2 separate regions of the Mus musculus genome follow, and region 1 is linked to region 2. Evidence: chromatin contacts called from public promoter capture Hi-C data. All regions are on one chromosome and are shown on one strand. Each heading gives the region's core, a stretch centred on a gene start, on an enhancer-like site or on the middle of the called end of the contact. The rest is flanking DNA. Distances are from core to core; before and after follow the strand shown. Region 1 has its middle 42 kb from the start of Gm41019. Region 2 holds the start of Spz1 (spermatogenic leucine zipper 1).

Region 1 (5,065 bases), core at 426-2,925, 390 kb before region 2:
AGATTCTGTTGGGACACTGTGCTTCAAACTACAAAGCTGCCTACATTTTCCCCAGTGAAGAATATTAGCTGGAACTAACTGGTCATTTCAGAGTATGGCTGTCCAGTGTCCACTGCACTCTTGACGAGAAGTTATGTGGATGAGATCCCATGGTTTAGATCCCCTCCCTACTCGTTAGATAGCTCTCACTAACTGTCTTCTCTGGACCTCTGTACTTTCTAAAGCACAGTAAGACAATTACCACTGTTAGACTAGTCCTCCCCTCTCCTTCCGTCACCCATGGACGATGGTGAGACAGTTCACAATTGGGTAGACTTGGAGAAATAGCCAATAGCATGCATGGGTGGCATGTGCCCACAGCTAGAACATAAGCTTCCTCAGGCTCCCTCTGTGCCCACGTCTCTCATGATAGTCAACTTCTAGCCACTCTGACTCAGGGACATTGCCCTGACTTGAAACACTTCCCTCTGAGGGTCTTAAAAGCTCACTCTGAAAGTCTAGCTAGACTTGAAAGTAAAGCTTATTTCTAGAACGATCTATTTCAAAGGTTTATTTCTTGACACTTGAGATTGCCATGCCATTTCAGCTGTCCCACTAGTACCAGTGATTAGTCATTCATTCATTCATTTTCCTTCAATGAAGGTCTATTGAAACTTCTCTTTCAGGGACCAAGTACTGACAAGTACTGTGAACAAGGAACTTAATTGACAAATGGTCCAGCTATTGTGCTCCATGATCCATTACTGCCTCTGTACTAGGGTCATGCTTCCTGTGGGCAGCTCCTGGCCACTGAGTGTGACTAGGATGCAAAGGCAGCCTTTTCCTTGGGAACATGCTCCTCTGGTGGCCACCTATGAAATAAGGTATCTCAGCAACCATTTGACCCACTTTCTATTGCTGCATGTTCTAGGATGCTTCTGCCCAGTCGTTTCCCATGTTCCCCTTCCCTTGGAGCCAGCCTGCTCTGTTCTCCTGTGTGCTACAGGCCTGGATGACATCGCTCAGGGATGCTGAAAGAATTAGCTGACAAAGAAAGATGAAGATGAAGGAAGGGGCAGGGACTCAGGGCAGACCAGCACATTCCCCTCCTCCTCAGGAGGAAGAAATGTCAAACCTTCAATGCCCTTCCTTTAAAAATTCCAGACCATTTTTGATAGAAAGCAGAGTGTTTCAGGAATAAGGAATTGTTAGTAGAATCATTTATTTTATTTTATTTTATTTTATTTTACCTACAAGATTTTGTTTTCCTCCCCCTAATAAATTTTTACCCTTATGGTGGCAATAAGAAGGCAGAAGAAGATTCTACTGTCTCATGTTGGTAGGGCCAACTCCTGACTAGAAGCCTAGGTAGACTCCAGGCTGGACCAGCCCAATAATCTGGCATGCTTGTATGGAAACCAACACTGGGTTCTCTGTAACTGATGGCAGTGAGCTTCTAGATCCTTCTAACCAGTAGTCTAGATTCAGGTCCCTCGTGGCTGCCCAGGGAGAACATCCCAGCTCTGGCTGCCACTTGGCAAGCAGAGCTCTCACTGCACACACATAAATTGCTTTTCTGGTTTTATTTTTTAAAAACAAATAAAAGAATAACATTGACACCCAGGGAGGCCATTAGAGAGAACAGGAGTAACAAGGAAGCAATGAGGAACCTGTGGGTGTTTGGTGAAGGTAAATGAGGTTGGGTTGGGCTGTTCGGTGGGTGTGGCTGCTCTGTCAGGATTTCCACAGTGTCTTTCAGATCCATTCTTTATCTGTGTGGTTCCTGGAGGTTATGTAGGCGTGCCAGAGCACTACAGTTACAGCGAGAGGAACAAACGACCCTACAGGGGAGTATTTGAGGAAGTATTTTTGACCACTAAAAGGAAGTAGATCTTTACACAGCCTGGAGTCTTTGAATGGAACCCACCACCCCCAAAGAGTCTGAGGTAAAAATTAACAAGGGCCCTAGGAGTCACTGATATTAGCTGTACTGGTCATTAGGATTATGAAGAACAAGTCACCGTGTTCCTACCGGAAAGTTCTCCGTAGCTCTCTAATAGAAGTCATCAAAGCCACATTGCATTCCTTAGGGTGCTGGGAACATAGAGTCTCCTTTCTCTGCAGGATGGTGGTATCTTGTTGTGTTTCCCACCCTTCCTTCATTGGTATATTGCCACTTTCTCGTCAAACCCAGTTCAAATAGACCCTCCTCTCAGAGCAAGGCTGATTGCTGCTTCCTCTTTACAAAGCACATCCCATGTCTACTTCTCTACAAGTACATATGTACTTGTGTACACAACTAATATACAAACTTCTCTAGGACAGAGACCATATCAGATTCATGTGCCCATCTTCACTGGTTGGTATGGTCACTGGTTCCTGGAGCTAGCCCATGGTCCCTGAGTGGAATGTTGAATGAGTAGGGAGGTATTGAGCTTCATCGGCCAACACCTCACTGCTTATGACTCAAACAGTGTCCTTCAGGGGCTTCCCAGAGCTTTGTGCCTGTATCATGTGAGCAATCCTCTTCTTCTGGACAGACATCTGCTTAGCTAGGCTAATATACATGCTTGTCTCCAGAACAGTCATCAGGCTGTCTGAAGTCACGTAGCCAAGAGGCTTGTTAAGATTTTAGTGTCTCTAACTGTGTCTCAGAGGCAAGTGAGTCAGGTCCCAAGAAGTCTGGACTAGAAGTCTTGCCAGTGCACATTCCAGAGCCTAGGAGATTCTAGAAAAACAGACATATCACCTTTCAGGCTGAAATCACTGGGCACTGCATTTGAAAGCTGGGTTTCCTACCAGTCCTTAGGTTGTGAATGACACACAGTTTATTGGAACCATTATGAGGTCACTAAGCAAGCTGAGGTCTGAAAATTTTAAGACAGGTTGAACCAGAGATAAATCAAATACTACATGTGCATGTTAAAGAAGAAAAAGATATGAAAAGGAAAAGAACAGAAATCAAAACCAAAAACATCAAGAAGCCCAAACTAAACAAAACAGCAAGCAAATACTCAACCATCAGGAAGCAGAGACTGGAGGATTAGAGGTTCAAGGTCAACTTCAGAGTAATAATGTGTTCAAGGCCAACCTGAGATAATAAGACCCTGTCTCAAAAAATAATAAAGCAAAATCTTGGAAGACATGAACCTTGTATGCAAATCCCAGTTTTAATCCATTTAAACAATCATTTGACCTGACCTTCTGGAACATGTCAATGATCAATTTTAAACACAGACATACTTGATTAACTTAGCAGCAAATGTAATTTGAAGAACTACATATAGATTCTGGTTCATTCCTCTGAGAGCTATGAAGCTGCCCACGTGTTCAAGGTCCTCTGCTGGGCCCTTCAACAGGATACATACTGGGGCTACCTCTCCACTCTGGGGCATGTAGTCTGGAAAGATCAGGTCACTGTGGCCATCGAAATGACTCATGAGGGTTTTGCTTTGGGACATCCAGGAGGTTGTGCTAATGTACAGTCAGCGCTCGAGGAAGATCTCTCGGAGGAAGTTGTTTATAAGCCAATGGCAGTGGTTCAGAAGCTAACACTGTCATTGAGGTGGTCAGGACAAGGATGCTCCAGGATAACAGGATCTGGAGGCCCCAAGACTTTTAAGAGCTGAAGATTCCAGAATTATTACAACAGAGTGGATGGGAAAATGATGAGAAAAGTCTTAAGAGATAGGCAGAGACAAAATTTTAAAAGAACATTTAACAATTGAAGCATGAATACGAATTCATAAACACATAAACTCCAAATTTTAAAATGTATGCCATCTCACCCTCTAAATTGGCTAGATTATGGATATTATTAAGTCTCTTCCTAAGAGAGTTGCAGGATATACAAACTTTTCGTAAATTTGTCTATTTTTACTCAATTATGTACCTGCTGCTAGATAAACAATGCCCTTGAGTTCTGATAAATCTGTCCCAATGATTTCCCCACTAAATTGCTAGGCATTAAATAACAAGCCATCTCAGGAGAAAAAAAATTCACCCGATTTCAACAGTACTTTTCAAGATGCCATTCTCTTAGCATTGGCTGAAATAACAAAATTAGTTAGCAAAATTTTGTAGTCCTTATAATACTGTCTTAGATTTTTATCTATTCAATATCTCTTTATTGACTAAATCATGAAATTTGTACATTAGGCTATGGTAATGCAATGCCTTGGTTGGATGAAGGTTTCTAGCTGGCAGTTAAGTGCTGAGCTGGGAGCTTGGAATTTTGGCTCAGCCACTTACCTTAACCTCTATGCACTCCCAGTTTTCTCATTTAGAAGATGGAGATTTTTATATCTATAGTCCTCAACTGAATTCACATACATTACTAGCTGGCACTTCCTACCCATTAGCTCTCACTTTCAGGAATTGAATTAATATTGTGAATGCCCAAGCCAAGTGAGTGAGCATCAGGTATGTTTTGGCCAAGCCTTGCAATAACTGAAGAATTTAATAGAGATCACTTTTACACTGGCCTCCCAGCCGCCCCTATGGGTGCAGATTGCTCCTGGAGAATCCCTGACTAGTTCCTGCACAAAGCATAGCATGTCCATCTCCTGTCTCACTGCTGCATACTCTAGGAACCAGTCCATCAGAACACCACTGTTCACATGTGGCCAGGCAAGGCAAACATTGAGAGAGCCCTGTCCTATAGTAGTTGATCACAACCTTAAGTATCATCATCTCTCTCAAGGATACACTTACCCCTTACCATGAGATTTGAGAGCACTGTACTTAGGAGACCTCATTGGGTATATGGCTGGAGTTTCCGAGTTGGTCTGATCAATGAAGAACACTACAATAATCCCTAAGTAGTAAACTCCAGGGGTGGGGAGGAGCAGAGTTCCAAGACACAGGGCACAGACATGAGATAATTCTCTCATGGTGGAAACAATGGCAATGTACAGCCATCCATCCTTTAAAGGATCTGACTGCACAAACATCGACCAATCAGAACAGATTCAGTATTAACTCTTTAGTTGATAGGGGGAAGGAAGGTAGTTTCAAAGTATGGAAGAATTCCAGTGTTTAAACAATATAGTCCAGAGAAACACAAAGTTGGATGTTATCCTTGAAA
Region 2 (4,628 bases), core at 1,319-3,818:
GCGGCGTGATTCAGGTACAGACAAAGAATTTTAGTGGGGAGACAGGATAACTCAGGGGAATCTTTCGTTTACATGATAATGCTGTGCCGACTTTGGCTTCTATAACTGTATTGTGGTGACATAAGATGCTTGCTGGCTGCTTCTTGACTGAGAGCTTCCTGTTTCAGCAATGTAATCTATCTCTCCATTCAACCTTAGGATGCTATAGATGCCAGATAAGAGATGGTTTCTGATTACAACGCAGAAAAACTGGAAATGACCAAACAACAAAACAACAAAAATTCCCCAAACCAAACCAACAAAACCTGTCTCAGTGGTACTTTTGAGTAAAGCGGAAATACAGTCAAAAGGAAACCCAGAAAGAGTATGAGAGTGACCCCTGACCTCTGGCTTCTGGGCACTGTATAAGTTAGAAAAAAAAAAAAAACAACCCTTAAACAGAATGCAAGCCAGGTTCTGCTGAACCATGACATTGAGCCATGACGTTGAGCCTAGTTGTCCAGAGTGGGAAGCTCAAAGAAACTAAGGCCAATGCTGATAGCTATGGAAGGAAAAATATTTCTCTTCTCCACGGGGGACAAATAAGTGTGGATTTTCGCTTGAAATCAGCATGAAAGCTATTTAGTAGAGTTCTCCATAACAGGAGTGTTATAAAAAATTGCTCTGAACTTAATATTTTTCTTAAAGATATATTTATTTTATGTATGTGAGTCCATTGTGGTTCTCCTTGGACACACCAGAAGAGGGCATCGGGTCCTATTACAGATAGTTGTGAGCCACCATGTGGCTGCTGGGTATTGAACTTAGGACCGCTGGAAGAACAGCCAGTGCTCTTAACTGCTGAGCTATTTCTCCAACCTGTATTTAGTATTCTCAAGGTCCTGATGCTAAAATTCAAAGACAAGAATACAATAGGCTTCAAATTATTTCTTTTCTTAAAGATGTATGAATGTGAATGTGTGTGTGTGTGTGTGTGTGTGTGTGTGTGTGTGTGTGTGTGAACATGTGTGGGTATATGTGCATATGTCCATTAAGTGTGCAAGGTCAGAGAAGGACATGCTGTATCCAATTATCTCCATTCTACCTTATTTATTTGAGACAGGGTCTCTCACTAATCTTGAAGGTAGCCACTGAACCACAACAGTTCCATAGGCACATACAACTGTGCCAGGAGTACATCAGAACCAGGACTTGAACTCAAGTCCTTAAGCTTCCAAGAAGCTGCTCTGACCCATGGAGTTATCCCCATGTCTCAGATTATTCCTTTAAAAAATTATATATATATACATGTATATATATATAATACATATATATATATATATATAATGATTGAACTGAGTTGTTTCAAATGCTTTAGACACATTGTCATTTTAATCAGGTACTATGAGAAGTGGCCAAGCTTTTTATCACTGACTGGAAGAGTCATAAATACATTCAGAAAGCCTATCTTAAAAGTGCCACATTTTAAAAAGATTCCCAAGTGGAGGACTGAGGATACAGTTTGGAGGCAGAACACTCATGTACTATCTAGAAAGCCCTGGGTTCTTCCCTGCCCTGTCCTCCCCCTGACCCTCCCCCTAAGGAGAGAGACAGAGAGACAGACAGACAGAGACACACAGAGAGAGACAGACACAGAGGGAGAGGGACCGAGAGAGAATTTATAACTGTGCTGTTGACTCATGCCAATAGCCTCTTACCATTCAGTAGAATATTTTTGAATGAAAAGATTTCTCACATTAGTGTCCAAAAATCACTAAAGATGGAGCACTTTGAGAAGTTCTGCTTTCTATCCTGTCTTAGTCAATGTTCTATGACTATGAAGAGACAACGTAACCATGGAAACTCTTACAAAAGGAAGGCATTTCATTGGGGCTGGCTTACAAATTCAGAGGTTTAGTCCATTGTTATCACAACGGGAAGCACGGTGACATGCAGGCAGACAAGGTGCAGGAGAAGGAACTGAGAGTTCTACATCTGGATCTGCAGGCAGCAGGAAGAGACGTATACTCTGGGCTTGCAATAGACTTTCTGAACCCTCAAAGCCCACCCCGTAGGTGATACACTTCCTCCAACAAGATCATACTTCCTAATCCTTACAAATAGTTCCGTTCCCTGGTGACCAAGTATTCAGATCTACGAGTCTATGGAGGCCATTCTCACTGACATCACCACACATTCCTAACTCTTCCACAACATCTCTCCTACAGCTGGAGCAACACTTCCTCCTTCTATGAAAGAATTCTTATTCAGCCTGCTGTGCTTTCTCTCAACTATATTTACCCTCAGGTGGAACACCGTGGTTGTGGTTGGCTCGATGTGGTGTGGTGTGGTGTGGTGTGGTGTGGTGTGGTGTGGTGTGGTGTGGTGTGGTGTGGTGTGGTAAGGCAGGGGGGTGGGAGGGTGAGGTAGGAAATTGCTGTAATGCTCTTAGAATGAAGAGCCTAGGAGAGAAGAGAGGGGCAGGCATGTGGGAGGAGTAAGGTTGGCTGTGGTGTCTGAGTTGTGGGACAGGAATCTAAGGGACTCCCATTGTGATGTAAAAGAAACAGAATGTGTTGCCCCAGAGGGGCAATGACAGAATAAAGACCTAGTAGCTGGGGCCTCAGAGAAAATACCAGAAGCCTAGCAGAAGGGAGATGGAGCTCCAGCTCCAGGTCCCCCTTCCCACCTCCTCCCCCTGGGCTGTCTGAGATGTAACCTTCTACCTGAATACCACCTCCCTGGGGTCAGTCATTAACTCTGGCCCATAACTCCTGCCTGGTTCCATCTCCTCCACCGACTCCCAGGAGACTGCCATCTGCTCTCCCTGGACTCTCTGGGTCCTCAGGTCCCAATGTCGGACACAGACAACTCAGCGGAGATGCCCGCCCGGTGTCCATCTCCTAACCCTGCTCCTGGTGCTAAGCAAGAACCACCGAACTCTGGGATCACCATTTCCCTCCTTGAAATCGGATCACTCCCCACTGTCTGCTACCACTCCTTCCCACCACCAAAGAATAGCATCTGTCCAGTAGAGAAAAGAGGGAGGGTACAGAAATTTAGCAATCTCTTAAAAGACGTTAAGGATGTTCTCAAAAACATAGCAGGCGTTGAAGAGAAGTCTACAGTTGGGGAGCCTTTTGATGATGCCTATATTCCTGAAGACCTGTCAGAACTTAACGTCAGAGGTGTTGAGAAGAAAAATAAAATACGATTTAAAGATGATCTATTCATTCATTTCGACCCAGAGAGAGAACAGAACACAATGAAGCAGATGTTATTGAAAAACCAGAGTGCTAAGAACATGGTACCAAAGTTTGCAAGGGACCTGTGCAATGCAGAAGAAACGAGAGGCTTCGACGGCATGCTGCTGAGCGTGAAAAGACCGCGGAATGGATCCCTTCACCTTCGCGGAGAGTACAGAAAACTCAGGAACAACATGGAGCAGTTACTGCAGGAAGCAGATCACTGGAGTAAACAGCATAACGAACTCAGCGAACTAATGAGGTCATATCAGGAATGCCAGAACGAAACCCAAGAAACTACTGACAAGGATCGAGCCTGTTTGCAAAACCAACCCAACAATGGGCTATCCACCAAGCAGAAGCTGGAGGAGCAGGTGAAGAAGCTAAGCCATGACACCCACGCGCTGCATTTGATCGCAGCCCTGCTAGAGAATGAATGTCAGGTCCTACAACAGAGGGTAGACATCCTCAAGGATTTCCATCTCCACGAAGCGGGACTGGGGCACGAGAAGCCTTTGCAGATGTCCTGTGAGCAGGACAAGAAATGTCCGAAGTTAGCGGAAGCAGACAAGACGGACGCTTTCAAGCATACCACGAGGGCAACGGAAGGCACGATTAGGAAACCGAAGATCCTCAGGAGCCCGGATGTTTGCTTTACTAAGAAGGCTCGGAATAACCGCTTCAACGCCCGTGTTGCAAAGAAATCTCTGGTGGGGAAAAGGAGAACCGTTAGCAGCTTTCGGTAGAAGTCGCCAGAAGCAGATACAACTTGAGACAAAACTGTCATCAACCCAGGGTAGAGAGCTTCTGATTCCACCAAGGAGGAGGCCTAGGATAAGAGGAACCTATATTATCTCAGTAGTTAGAGAAGTTTGGGCCTTAACAACCATTGTATGACCGTTAACCAAGTGAAAATTTGAATAAAAACAAGAATATAAAAGGAAAGCGCGTTGTTTGATTGTTTTCTTCTAATTTAACCATTTCTGGGGGATAGAAGGGGAAGTACTTACAATGATCTAACTAATACTTTAAAGCTTGGTTTCAAATTAGTATTTAGCTTTCCTATTCTGTTTGTACAGAATATGTTGGAGTTAAGGGAGAAAAATAACTAAGAAAAGGCAAAGTACAGCGCTAAAGCACCCTAGACAGCTTTCTTCTCTCCTGACTAGCTCTGGTTGTTCTCCCTGTGTTGTTCTTCTGGTCCTCAGCTCGAACATGAAGGTACACTGGGGAGACGAAGCCCCTGGGGAAGGAGGTGCTTCTAGATTCTTCATTTTGGGTGCAAAGATTCCCCTCATTCTTCCAAATGGAGGGGGTGAGTAGGCTTTCTGTTGGAGGGTGTGGGGGTGGCGGGGGTGGAAACGAGTACTCTAAGGAGCTGGACTTACCTGCCAGAACACACAG

Evidence for each region. Promoter capture Hi-C pulls out the DNA fragments that hold promoters and counts their contacts.
Region 1: a promoter capture Hi-C map of pre-B cells shows a contact between it and region 2, with 4 times the contacts expected there. The contact joins the enhancer-like site here to the promoter of Spz1 in region 2. A contact is called at or near these places in 7 of 39 promoter capture datasets (the 3T3-L1 cell line, embryonic stem cells, hippocampal neurons and 2 more) and 1 of 484 Hi-C or Micro-C datasets (adipose-derived mesenchymal stem cells).

Annotation. Positions count from the first base shown.
Region 1 is chr13:92,961,126-92,966,190 of GRCm38.p6, reverse strand. No RefSeq gene overlaps it. Among named protein-coding and RNA genes, the nearest start is that of Gm41019, 42 kb to the left of the region's middle. Within about 2 kb of position 1,675, at least 41 of the 459 cell types and tissues checked have an H3K27ac peak or open chromatin away from gene starts, as enhancers often do. A contact at or near this core is called in adipose-derived mesenchymal stem cells and pre-B cells, where this site is marked.
Region 2 is chr13:92,574,172-92,578,799 of GRCm38.p6, reverse strand. It overlaps Spz1 (spermatogenic leucine zipper 1), which reads left to right and starts at 2,568. Exons shown (of 1, transcript NM_030237.3): 1 at 2,568-4,169. The coding sequence starts at 2,834. The coding sequence ends at 3,970.